3 separate regions of the Sus scrofa genome follow, and regions 1 and 3 are each linked to region 2. A link is a contact called in public promoter capture Hi-C data. All regions are on one chromosome and are shown on one strand. Each heading gives the region's core, a stretch centred on a gene start, on an enhancer-like site or on the middle of the called end of the contact. The rest is flanking DNA. Distances are from core to core; before and after follow the strand shown.

Region 1 (4,446 bases), core at 1,767-4,266, 830 kb before region 2:
GCACTGTCTATATACTACCTCATTTCACAAGCACTATGTCATTTTCATCTTGTAGGTACGCAAGCAAGGTCTAGAAACTAAATAAATGGTAGACAACTTAGCTTAGTGGTTAAGATAATGGATTTTGAAGTTAGACAGAACTGGACTTGAATCTTAACTCCCCCAGCTATTTGCTGTGATCTGGGGGCAAGTTATGCAATTTCTCTAAGTTGAAGATTCCGTTTTTGTAAAATGAGGACAAATACCATCTACCTCTTAGAACCGTTGTGAAGATTAAATGACATAAAATAAATATAAAATACTTTGCACAACAGCTGGCATGTAATTAAATGTTTAGCATGTTGTTTGCATCATTAAGTGTCCAAGGTCAACCAGCTAATGAATAGTAATGTAAATAGTCTACCTAAAATTTCATACTTTCACAATAATCCTGAAGCCAGGAAAGTCAATCATAAAGCCCCTTCCAAAAGATTCAAGATTCTGTTAACTTTTAAGGAAAAAAAGTCCACTGCCCCCTTCCCATCATTCTCTACTTAAGAATGAAGACTCCAGCATATTCGATATAAAGTTACTCTTTAACAATAAAAGCATACTTCCATTTAAAACTAATTTATTTCCCAATCAGCGAAATCTCCTAACTGGAAAACTAGATATTTTACAAAATATGATCTGGGCCTTCAAATGCTTTTAAAATAAATAGCTTTGGAGGAATTTCCTCCTCTTTTATTTTGCATGTTTACAGCCCCAAAACATTTCCATTTTCCCTAACTTTAATGCTAAAATATGAGTTTATTCAGTCAACACCATTATTTCAAAAATATGTCCAGCACACATTTTGTTAAGTAAACATGGCAGACTTGCCCCTTCTGCCCTTGAGAATATGAAGAACACGTGGTTTCCGGTTCATGCTGCCATTCCTTCACATTAAATGTGTTCAGGAGTTCCTCTCATGGCTCAGCGATAAGGAACTCTACTAGCATCCATGAGGTTCGATCCCTGGCCTCCATCATTGGGTTAAGGATCCGGCATTGCCATGGGCTGTGGTGTGGGTCACAGACATATCTCAGATCCCATGTTGCTGTGGGTGTGGTGTAGGCGGAGGTTACAGCTCCAGTTCTACACCTAGCCTGGGAACCTCCATATGCCTCTGGTGTAGCCCTAAAAAGATCCCCTCCCCACAAAACGGGTTCATAGGAAAATAAACCATCCCTTACCTAACTGAAGTGGGCAAAGATATATATATTCACATAAAAGCCATCAGCATGGTTTTACTTTTAATAGAAAACCCTTTATTGATCAATCAAGATATTTAGGGTGTTGGTTTCTAGCCATCACTATGTCCACAAAATAACAGCAAGTACAGTATATTGAGAGTCCTTATGAAAAATAACATATCAAAAACCCCACTGAAATGTCACATGTGACAAATGACTTATGCATCACTAGGTTTTTCATTTTGCAGGAAATAACAAGACTGTAAACCACCTAAATGTCCAACAATAAAGGTTAAGTAAACTATAGCATGTGCATACAGATTGTTATGTAACCATTTTAAAGAATGTGGACACTCTATATTTACTCATTTGAAAATCTAAGTGGGAAAAATAAGATACATGGTAGAGTAGGCATAGAAGAGAGGAGGGGTAAATACACATATTTGCTTATAGATGCATAAAATATCAGGAAAAATACACAAGAAATTGTTAACACTTATTGGAGAGAGGAATCAGGCTTAAGAAACTTCATTATACAAAGTCTATAACCCCTTTTGAACTTTGAATAATGTTAATATATTACTATTCAATAACATTAATTTTAACAGTAAAACTTGATAATTATTGTAAGGATTATGAAGGGTCTACTACTGGCTATTCCCATTTTCCATGCATTATTTTGTCTTTCTCACACTTTTACCTATAAGGACCACAATATATTATATTCAAACTAGTGTATATCATCACTCAATGTCACTAAAACTTTTTACGAGGAAAATAATATCCAGAATAAAATCATTGCTTACTTCTAGAAAGTATTTAACATTTATTATATATCGACTAGTGCCTGGACTTCATACTTTAATCTTCAAAAGCTGAGCCTCAGAATGGTTCACTGACTCACCCAAGGTCACTGGAGGAGAAACCAGTGGCGTTGTAATTTGATTTAGGCCTGAACTAAGCTAAGGCCCCTCCTCTTTCTAAATATATCTTAAGCTTTTTAAGGCACCATCACCACAATGCTAACTTTAAAACTGGGATCTCCTCTTAGAGCTCATTAAAATCATCTCACTTGCGAGTCTGCAACCTAGTCCCACTAAGAAAGTCAAACTACTCTGAGCAAAGATCACGACAAAGACAACCATTGCAGCCCCCACAAACCCAGTAAGTACCTGGGCCCTGCAGATGCAGAATTAAAACTCCTCCTCCCAAGAGATACGCACTCACTCAGGGAGACAGAAGTCAAAACAGCATTGAGACATTGCTTTGAGAAATATCTGTGGCATTCTCCTTACTTGCTACAAGTAATAAATCTGTCCTTTTCCAAAAAAAAAACAAAAACAAAAAACCAAGAATCCACTGGCATAGAGATAATAAGTGTCTTTTCTCCCAAGCAAAATGAATCCAGGTGTTTTCCAGGAGCACTCTGTAAATGAAGCAGAGTCTACAGTTTTTAGGTCACTCTGTCTCGGAGAAGGCAGGCAGACCCAGAACTGCAGAGACCCACGTGGAAACAACCAGGAAGATCATTTTATTGCTTTCCCCCAATCTCCACACGGCCAAAATTAATCACCCTGTAACTTACACTCTGATGCAGACTTAAAGGCCCGCCGACAGGATACAACAGCTCAAGTCAAAGAAAAATTCAAACAATTAGGGAGCAAAATTACGTGCACACTCACCAGCCCACCACCAAAATGGAGAGAAAGTAGAGAGACAGGAAGTGACATTGGGAAATGGCCTTTGAGCCCGATTGGCTGATGATGATTCCCTCCTCATTTACCTTAAATGGTGCTGAAATGATGTAATCCCCTCCTTCTCCAGGTCTCTTTAAGGACGGGTGATGCCACTTGCACTGTTTTTAGGTTGAACTTTTTAAACCGAGTTTCCTTTTGAGTTAATACACTTAGCACAAGCAAAGACAGGCTAATCCAAGCTATTTACATATATTCTTGTTTAGATGGACTTACTGCAAACAATTTTCATTCCTTTAGGATAATTACCTATCCTTTATGACCTCGACATGGTTCATTTATGTAAGGTTCATTTATGTGAGGTATCATCATAAACAGTCTAGATCTACTCAAGTTAGAATTTATCATCAGGGTAATAGTCAAGTTAACAGGCTTAGTAAGAAAGATACTGCAAGAAAAAAAAAATGTTCCCGTCGTGGCGCAGTGGTTAACGAATCCAACTAGGAGCCATGAGGTGGCGGTTTTGATCCCTACCCTTGCTCAGTGGGTTAACGATCCGGAGTTGCCCTGAGCTGTGGTGTAGGTCGCAGACATGGCTCGGATCCTGCGTTGCTGTGGCTCTGGCGTAGGCCGGCGGCTACAGCTCCAATTAGACCCCTAGTATGTCATCTGCAATCTAAAGAGAGAGGCCTTAGGAGAAACCAGTACTGCCAACACCTTAATCTTGGACTTCCAACCCCCGGAATTTTGAGAAAACAAACTTCTATTGTTTGAGTAACCTAGTCTGTAGTTCTTAGTTATGGCAGCCTTAGCAAACTAATACACTGTGCGATCTAGAATAAATTATTGAAATTTTCTAAAGTTCAATTTCCTGAACTACAAAATGGAGATAAGGATAATACGTACCCTGTAGGGTTGCTGTGAGAATTAAATAATAAATGTAAAGCTTACTGCATAGTAAACACTAAATAATTTCTAGTTATTATCAATATAAAGATTAAATGAGGTTGTGCATGTACAGCACTTAGTTCAGTGTCTAGTACACAAAGAAAGCTCTAGTAAATATTAGATATTTTTAATAAATTTCCATTTTTATACATCTTCCTATTTCCAAAGTAATGCCTTTTAGGCCCGTCTAGCTTATTTGTGCCATAATTAAGTCAGATGCAACAAGCTTTGATTTATCTTCAGAAACAGATCAACCAATCCAATACAGCAAACATTTTGTTGAGCAAGTACTTACATTTTGTCAGATTTATTCCCAAGTACTTGATATGCTTTTATGTTATTTTAAATTGTATCTTTTCTAAAAAATCTTTTTCTATTTCTTTGAAGCTCTTTTTAAAAGATAAAATTTATTCTTACGTGTTATTTTTCTATTAGCCTTGCTAAGCTTCCTTTTTGAGTTAAAAAAATTATCTCCCAGTATCTTCCGATTTTTTTTAATATTTGTAATCAAACAGCATGCAAGTAGTGAAAAAATTTCTTCATTTATGTTGATGAACAAAATTTCTTAATTTAATTTTTTTTGGCTTTTT
Region 2 (4,734 bases), core at 280-2,779:
GGTCTTCCTAAATGGAAAATGTTGTTTTTCCTTTCTATAGCTCTTCTTTTCTTTTAAGGGGTGGGATAATCCAAAATACTTGGAATGAGAAGCTTCCCACATTTTGGCCCTAAGAGGTTGACCACAGTTTGTTCTGAAATTTATTTGGTGACTAATACAAAAGAAATTCCTAAGCAGAAGACATTACCTAATTAACTAACATTATTCAAATCACAAACTCACCTTCTAGTACCCCACACCAGATAGGACCTCATCAGATGTTACAGATACCCTTGTCAGAGAATCCCCAATTGAACAAGATGAAGAGGTTTAGAACAAGATGAAGAGTAAACAGTCTGTGGATGCTAGTGTGATGGTAGGATGCAGCAGACACAGACAATGCAGAAAATGCAGGACCTTTGGTGTTTGGGGCGTTCCACCATGTCTATTCTTTAAGAGAAAAAGACACGGAGTGCCATGTCTTCGACTTCTGGCTCACTATGCTCAGTCACTGAGCGTAAAGAGTCAAAAGAGATTGGTCCACTAAATATCAACACACCACTATTCACCTCGTCCTTAAAGGCCTTAATCATTTCGGGACTGCTCCTTAAAAGGTAGGAACTGCTACATGTGCACAGCTGCTGCAATGGCAGGGAAATTTCCTGCGACAGAGGAGACGGAAAATAAAAAATTGCATTCACTCCGAGGCAGGGGGAGGTATCTCCTGCTAGTGAAGAGTTTACATAATGCAACAGAAAAACCACTGAGCTCTGCAGACCTGTCAATGGAGATGCAAGGCTTGAGTTCCTCTCTCTTCCCCATCTCTAAACACTGTCCAAGAGCCTGCTCTGATCTCCCAAAGATCCACAGAAATTACATCTAATAACGTAAACCAATCTGCCCACGTTCACCCCATGCTTTCCTATCCACCTTTATTACTAAAAGGCAAAAAACAAGCAGAAAAAAAAAAAAAAAGGAAAAAACCCTAACCTCCCACTTCTGAGCCCAAAGTATGGAGTAACCAAAAGGAGCCGGGGAGTTTTCCCTCCACGGAAGGAGCAAGGAGAACAAGGAGCTGTCTCAAATCTACACGAAGCTCAATAATGCAATGACAAGCCTTGAAAACTCCACAGGGCTCAGAGCAGCCGGGTTCGCGGCTCGGCCCGGCTCGGGCCCCGGGCCTGGCAGCCGCCCTCTCCCCCAGCCTCTCACAAAGGAGAATGGTTCAGTCCAGAGCATCACCCAGCACCTGATTCCTCACAACTGGGGGACGGGCAGGGGGCGGGGGGAGCGAGGAGGAGGATGAGTTATGGAAACCAATTCTAAGAGCCTCAGCGTTTGCAAAGACTCTTGGACCAGCACTAAGCGGCGGGCGTGAGCGGAAAGCCTACCTGAACAAGTCCTGGTACCTCCTTTCCAGCCAGCGTTTCAACTCACCCTTTCTGAGAACAAGGCGCCTTCCGGCGGAGCATGGTCAGCCCTCGCTTCAATCTAGCTTGCTAGTAGTCCATTCTCCCTTGGGCCCGCCCACCTACGCTCCCATCCACCAATGGCAGGGCCGACGGCCGGCCTCCTCCAGCAGGGTAGAGTGAGTGCCATCCAGGAAGTCTCTTGGGGTGGGAGGTCCTAAAAGGCTGAGGCAACCGCAGATATGCCTGATTGAAAATAAAATCTGGCGGTAGCTTGCTTCTGACGGGTCAGTTCTGTGGCGTTGAGATCTCTCGGCTTCTTTTCTTGACCCCCGGCGTTGGGGGCGCTCTAAACTAAAATAACATTTAGTTACCTGGCTCTAGGAAGCCATCTTGGATCCGGCTGGTGCTTTGGGGCCGGGAGGAAGAAGGCGTGCTTAAGGAATTTGAAGTCTCTGTTCTAATAGTTCTATCGGACTATTTAGATACAACCCCAATGTACACTCCTTTGTATAATCGGAGTACCCCTTAGTCACGATGGGGAGAAAGCCTGGAATAATGCTGAATGTGCCCGGAAGCAACCCCCACCCCCCCACCCCCGTCATACAAGTGAAAGATCCTAACCAAATCTAGCCACCTTAACCAAATCAAAGAAGCAAAAATGAATTCTTGGAATGAGTGGATTTTCCGAGTTCCTGGGATAATCCTTTAGAGACACCTTACTCCTCAGTATATCCACTTAAGACCAACATAGGTGATGCATCTATTCTAGATGCTTCTAATCCTTATGTTTCTCTTGCAAGTTGTCCAGTGCTCTGACTTTGTCAGTACAGAGTACCGCTAGTCCATGGAAGATGTACAGAATTTAGGGAAGAATTTTAACTTTTTAAAAAAAAACTCAGTTCATCAATACACACAAACTACCCATGAATATAGACAGAGCAAATGATAGAAGTCTTAGAGGTGAAATTATATGCAAGAGGAGGCGTGTTAGGAGTTAGCCTTAGAAACATTGGCTTCAGAAAGTAATTTCCTAAAAACTGCGTTTAAATTGAAAAGGAAATAATTTTATTGTAGGTGAAATTCTCTTGCCTTCAATAAGATTCTCCTGTGTTTTCTAGTCTAAATCTCTACTGGTATTGCAACTAGCTACAAGAACTTTTTGTTTTGTTTTGTTTTTGTCCTTTCTTTTTTTAGGGCCACATCCGCAGCATATGGAGGCTCCCCAGGCTAGGGGTGGAATTGGAGCTGTTGCCACTGTCCTACTCCACAGCCACAGCAATGTGGGATTTAAGCAGCCTCTGTGACATACACCACAGTTCATAGCAAGGTGGGATCCTAACCCACCCTGGGGGGCTGGGGATTTTACCTGCATTCTCATGGATGCTAGTCAGACTCGTTACCCCTAACCAGACAGGAATTCCAGCTTTTCTTTTTTGAATTCTCGAAGGGAGTCTTTCCAAATTACTAAAGGAATTTCTCAAGGAGTAACATTTGCATGGTCACACGTGGCAGAAGCTCAGACACCTTAGGAGACATCTGTGTCAGTATTTTATCACCAAGGTGATTGACATTTGGCCAAATACATTTCTCTGTGTAACAGCAAAATCTGTTGGCCAAATTGTTCCTCGGCTGCTGCTATTCTTTTATCAAATTTGATGTCAGTATTAGAACTTACCAGAACAATGTGTTTGTCTGTAAATGCATATACAGATGTGACCTTAATTACTAAGTTTCTGGAGTGAGAACTTACCCTTCTGCTTACAAAGGGTACAAAATAAAACTAGCAAAGGAACCAATTAATAGGCATTATAGAAAGAGGGAAGGGGATGACTGCTCTCTGCAATGATCTATAAATAGTAATGCTTTAGACTGCTATATATGGTATGATTTCCAATGGCTCTGGTCTTCAAAAACCAAACACCCATATTACCGTATAACTACCATTCTTCACATGAGGGTGAGAGATCCACTTTCTATAATTCTTCACGACTGTTTAATTCATGCTTCTCATGCCTCCCTTAAAATTGGTAAAATAGTTGAGTATAGGAGGTTATTAGTGCTTTGCATGATACAACTGGATGTCAGATTCAGATCAAAAAGATATACTCTAGGAGTTCCCATTGTGGCTCAGTGGTTAATGAATCTGACCAGGAACCATTAGGTTGCGGGTTCCATCCCTAGCCTTGCTCAGTGGGTTAACAATCTGGCCTTGCCATGAGCTGTGGTGTAGGTTGCAGACTTGGCTCCGATCCTGCGTTGCTGGCTTTGGTGTAGCCCGGCAGCTACAGCTCTGACTTGACCCCTAGTCTGGGAACCTCCATATGCCGTGGGTGCAGCCCTAGACAAGTAAAACAAAAACAAAAACAAACAAAAAAACAAAAAAAAAGATATACTCCAAAATATCAAATTGGTATCCTTTAATGACTCTGAAAGCAACAGCTCTAGATAGGATGTTATCTCTGATCATTGCACTGATACATCCCAGTGACCAAAGATCTTTTTGTTGGTAAAGAAAAACTATACAGAAACTATAAAGTTATATTTACTTTAGTTTTGTTGTCAGTGTGAGGGAACAGGCCAAACTCAACAGCCTCAATCCTTTTTGGAATGAGGTAAGACTTTTCAAAAACAAAACCACAATCAGAGCAATAATCCAAATGCCTTCCAGCTTCCTGTGGTGCAGTGTTAACAATTACTACTACTGCTAGGGGCATTCATTTAATACTACAGTATAAAATAATGTAACTTAAGGAGGCCTCTTCCAATATCTTTGATACAATTCCCTAGAAGGAGAGTATCTACTTATGCTTGGGATACAATCAGAAATGACACATGATATATGAGCAGCTTGGATACATGCATATATTTAATAACAATGAAACAATTAATCAACACCTCCCCCCCCAAAAAAAAGAGAGAGAGAAATTCACAAGACCTTAGTGCTGTAGAAGAGAATGGGGCATCAAGGCAAAATGATACAGCAACTGACCCAGAGGGCTGCATGATGAATAAAGCAAAGGCAAAGTTGACTAGTATTATATGCTCTTGAAAGGGAAAATGGCTAGAGAAGTACCCACTTATTTGACTGCTTGGTAGCTGGCAACCTTGTTGTATGCTGCGTGAAATGGAGGCAAAGAGCCAGGGAAAGGAGAGAGAGGAGAGGAAGAAAAGCAAGATAGAATCTAGAGTAAGCAGATGGAAGAGGCTGAGAGAGAATTACAAAGAGATGACTCTAAGGCCTTTTGTTTCCTTTGCAGCCTAAAATAAACCTGTTCCAAGTCTTTAAGTATGTCAGTCAAATTCAACATCACATGAGTAGCAATGAGTAGCACTAGGCACTGTG
Region 3 (4,479 bases), core at 1,079-3,578, 730 kb before region 2:
ACATGTAACACAGTAATCACAGCATTACTATTATTTGTAATTTTCCCAGTTTAACCACAATTATCTCAAAGCACTAGCTACTTTATTTTTGTACACTTGGTGCCAAAATGTCTAGAAGAGTGAGTGTTAAACACACGTATATATTTGGAGTTCCCACCGTGGCGCAGTGGTTAACAATCTGACTAGGAACCATGAGGTTTTGGGTTTGATCCCTGGCCTTGCTGAGTGGGTTAAGGATCCGGTGTTGCTGTGAGCTGTGGTGTAGGTCGCAGACGTGGCTTGGATCCTGCATTGCTGTAGCTCTGGCATAGGCCGGTGGATGCAGCTCCAATTGGACCCCTAGCCTGGGAACTTCCATATGCTGCAGGAAGCGGCCCTAGAAAAGACCAAAAAACAAAAAACAAACAAAAACATACATATATATTTCAAATGAGTAATCTGTCACAACATCACCCGACTTTCAGAGAGACTTTTCCGGTATATGCAAACCTCCCATGTATGCAGGTGTTTGGGGGGAGGTTATGCAAGACACAACATAACTTACAAATAACATTTCTAAAAGTGGTAATGGGGAGTTCCCATCCTGGCTCAGTGGTTAAGAATCCCACTAGGAACCATGAGGTTGTGGGTTTGGTCCCTGCCCTTGCTCAGTGGGTTAACGATCCGGCGTTGCAGTGAGCTGTGGTGTAGGTTGCAGACGCGGCTCGGATCCCACGTTGCTGTGGCTCTGGCATAGGCCGGTGGCTACAGCTCCGATTCGACCCCTAGCCTGGGAACCTCCATATGCCTTGGAAGCGGCCCAAGAAATAGCAAAAAGACCAAAAAAAAAAAAAAAAAAAAAAAGTTAAAAGTGGTAATGTGTCTGGTGTTTTAATTCTCAAGTACACAAAGAAACATATTATCATTCCCTTTTAAGAATAAGGAAAAGAAGTCCAAAACCAAAGACTGAATATTGAAAAGCAAGCCAGTTCTGGTACTTAAGCTGGGAATCTTTACATTATTTCTCATTCTAGAATATTTTGATTGCATCTACGTTATACTGTTTATAACACCGTAGTGTAAGTTCTGCTTTTATGTCCAGCTCCACAGCAGGATTATACATCTATTTTTGTATTCAGCAGCCAGTTTACAACTGACACATAAAAGGAGCTCAATAAAGGCTGAACGAACTCAGAAGATCCAGATCCAAGTGTCTGTGACTCCTCAAACCATCAGCCTTGTAATGCTAATACTGTCACACAATCTCAGAGTCGGATCAAAAATTGAGGGGACAATGCGCTCCACGCCCTGCTTCACTAACGTTCAGGAAGATGGACGGTGACGGAGAAGCTCGCCGCAAATGACAAGTTTCCTACTAGCGTACCTGTACCCGGAGGCGTGACGTAAGTGCGCCGAGGGTTCGCCAGCACGGTGCCATCCCGCACCACTCCCACGCCAATCTTGTTGGCGCTGCCTTCAAAACCCAACACCGCCGGCATGGCCGAGCCTGGGAGGAAACGCCGGCAGGGCCCCTAGCTACTACTGGAGCCGTAGAGCCTTCACCAATCCGCGCTGGAATGCAGAAGCCAGGTCTCAAAGGAAGAAAACGAGTTCGCGGCTACCAACCGCGCACCAGGACACCAAACAAGTCCCGCGTTTAGCGCGCGGGCCCTCCCCTCGCATCAAGGTCCCCTCGAGGGCCTGTTCTCTTAATTGCCAGGGACCTTGAGCCGGCATCTGCTCGTTAAATTCCTTTCTGCTTCTCTGCCTCTCTCCCATGGTCCAACCCAGCCTTCTCCACTGATTTTGTTCCCTCCTGCACAGCTTTGGGATCTCCGGTCGGGGCGGCAGTAGGAGTCAAGAATCTGGCACATCGATAAACAGCCCGAGAACGGAGAGCTGGGGCCCTCAGTGCCCTGGAGACACAGAGAACTGAGGCAAGGCTGAGCTTTCGGCCACGTGGCACTAACAGACCAATCATCCGCCTTCCTTCGCCTCCAGACACGCATCTCAGATCACGTGACCACACCAGTTACCACGTGGGGACACAGCGTGTTCCATTCTTTGTGCTGGGGTGAGGAGGAGCTTGACTAGACTCAAGCAGGTCAGTTACAGAGGTGCTCTTCTTTTACCCATCATAGGGGCTTCTCTGGACGTCTGATCGGCAAGCCTGAGTCAGGATTTTTAATTAAGTCCCTGGATTGTCCTGAGGCCCAATATCGTGAGGAGGGTACAAGGCAGTATGAAATGATCTAGTCTTGAGGGTGAGGGTCCGAAAGGCGGACAGTGCATGGAGGCGGGGAAAGAATTCGGAGATAACGTGGTTTGAAGGGCGGGACCTGGTGCGGGGGCGCTCTAGAGAGGAGTCTTTCCCCAGCCCTAGCAGGTTTCACGACTTTTTTGCGTCTGTAGGCAACGCGGTAGAAACACTGCTTCGGTGGGCGACGTGGAACTGCTACAGAAGGGCGTTTATTACAGTGATGCCGAAACGTGGGAAAAAAGCCGCGGTGGCAGAAGATGGGGATGAGCCCAAGTCTGGTAAGAGAGTGAAATGGGCCCCCTCTCCGTTTAAGCGGCGGTGGAGATCTCCGTAATTCCCTTGATGAGCGGGAAGTACAGACCATTTGATTCATTTTTGCAGTTTGTGAAGAAGTCGCGGCAACTGCAGGTTCTCAGTAACTGTATATTTAGCTCCGGATCAAAGTTAAAATACCGCCAACGTTTATCTTATTTTATAGAGCCAGAAGCCAAGAAGAGTAAGGCGGGAGCAAAGAAAACCGAAAAAGAGGCAGCAGGTGATGGGGCAGTCCTGTATGAGGACCCCCCAGATCAGAAAACCTCACCCAGTGGCAAATCAGCCACACTCAAAATCTGCTCCTGGAATGTGGATGGGCTTCGAGCTTGGATTAAGAAAAAAGGTTTAGATGTAAGTGGAATGAAGGGAAGGGTAGAAACCGATCTTGGGGTTTAATTACCTTCTCCTATTTCTGTCCCCAGCACTTAGGTTTAATTCTGTCGGTAGTTTTCTTATGGGAGAGGTACAAGGTTTTCACCAAGTCATACCACTTGTATTTCTTAAATGTCATTAGGACAGTTCTACTGTCATTGTCTTGTTTAATGTCATCTCTTCCATAACTAAGGCTTAGAAAACCTCAGCTAGCTCTCCAGTGCCTATAAGGGAAAACAAACTTTTCAGTGTTGTATGTAACACTTTCTTGCCTCCCTGCCACTTATGCAGTTAATAACTGTTTAAATATTGTGACTTAAATTCCTTATGCAGAGACTGTGTCTTACCTGTGTACCTCTAGTACTTAGCATAGATTCTTTAGTAAATCTTCTGAATTGATAATACCTTTCATTTTGCTCACAGTGGGTAAAGGAAGAAGCCCCAGATATCCTGTGCCTCCAAGAGACCAAATGTTCAGAGAACAAACTGCCAGCTGAACTTCAAGAGCTGTCTGGACTACCCCATCAGTACTGGTCAGCTCCTTCTGACAAGGAAGGGTACAGTGGTGTGGGCCTGCTCTCCCGCCAGTGCCCACTCAAAGTCTCCTATGGCATTGGTGAGACCTTGTTGATTTCTAAACCCCAAGCTCTTCTAAACCAATTGCTTGTATCCTGTTCCAGCCCCAGTTCTTCATTCCTTTGTTCTCTGCTGTGCCTTTTCTTAAGCTCCTTTTTTGCTAATTGTTTTATCATCTCTGTAGGTGAGGAGGAACATGATCAGGAAGGCCGAGTGATTGTGGCTGAATTTGATGCATTTGTGCTGGTGACAGCCTATGTACCCAATGCAGGCCGAGGTCTGGTACGCCTGGAGTACCGCCAGCGCTGGGATGAAGCCTTTCGCAAATTCCTGAAGGGTCTGGCCTCCCACAAGCCCCTTGTGCTCTGTGGGGACCTTAATGTGGCTCATGAAGAAATTGACCTTCGCAACCCAAAGGGAAACAAAAAGAATGCTGGCTTCACTCCACAGGAACGTCAAGGCTTTGGGGAATTGCTGCAGGCTGTGCCACTGGCTGACAGTTTCCGGCACCTCTACCCCAACACGGCGTATGCCTACACCTTTTGGACCTACATGATGAATGCGCGATCTAAAAATGTTGGATGGCGGCTTGATTATTTTTTGTTGTCTCACTCTCTGTTGCCTGCATTGTGTGACAGCAAGATCCGTTCCAAGGCTCTGGGTAGTGACCACTGTCCCATTACTCTATACCTAGCACTGTGACCTTTCCCCAAATCAGTTTGAGCCTGGGATATAAGCCAATCAAACTAGCTTTAAACTTCTTACGCCCAAACTTCTTAAAAACTGCTCTCTAGAGAAATCTGCACTGTATTTTCCTTCTCAACTGCAGCTTTTAACCAGGCTTCTAGTAACAGATGTAGGTTTCCTTTAAACCCAAGGATTTTTGTGTGTGTTGGGATGTCTTTTTTTTTTTTAATATTAAAAACTACTGATGAGTTCCTTTGAAATGCCCATGTGAAAATAAAAAGCCATAGTTT

What was found. Promoter capture Hi-C pulls out the DNA fragments that hold promoters and counts their contacts.
Region 1: a promoter capture Hi-C map of liver shows a contact between it and region 2, with 7 times the contacts expected there. The contact joins the promoter of CCNB1IP1 here to the promoter of CHD8 in region 2. A contact is called at or near these places in 1 of 5 promoter capture datasets (liver) and 1 of 2 datasets of contacts at active chromatin or transcription factors (skeletal muscle).
Region 3: a promoter capture Hi-C map of liver shows a contact between it and region 2, with 7 times the contacts expected there. The contact joins the promoter of APEX1 here to the promoter of CHD8 in region 2. A contact is called at or near these places in 1 of 5 promoter capture datasets (liver) and 1 of 2 datasets of contacts at active chromatin or transcription factors (skeletal muscle).

Annotation. Positions count from the first base shown.
Region 1 is chr7:78,552,250-78,556,695 of Sscrofa11.1, reverse strand. CCNB1IP1 (a long non-coding RNA gene) reads right to left here and starts at 3,016. Exons shown (of 7, transcript XR_002345959.1): 1 at 2,897-3,016.
Region 2 is chr7:77,716,271-77,721,004 of Sscrofa11.1, reverse strand. It overlaps CHD8 (chromodomain-helicase-DNA-binding protein 8), which reads right to left and starts at 1,529. Exons shown (of 37, transcript XM_021099301.1): 1 at 1,417-1,529. It overlaps RAB2B (ras-related protein Rab-2B), which reads right to left. Exons shown (of 8, transcript XM_013978245.2): 8 at 3,794-4,734.
Region 3 is chr7:78,451,850-78,456,328 of Sscrofa11.1, reverse strand. It overlaps APEX1 (apurinic/apyrimidinic endodeoxyribonuclease 1), which reads left to right and starts at 2,328. Exons shown (of 4, transcript NM_001139471.1): 1 at 2,328-2,517; 2 at 2,718-2,905; 3 at 3,350-3,542; 4 at 3,687-4,479. The coding sequence starts at 2,460. The coding sequence ends at 4,204. It overlaps OSGEP (probable tRNA N6-adenosine threonylcarbamoyltransferase), which reads right to left and starts at 1,662. Exons shown (of 10, transcript XM_013989066.2): 1 at 1,364-1,662. The coding sequence starts at 1,478.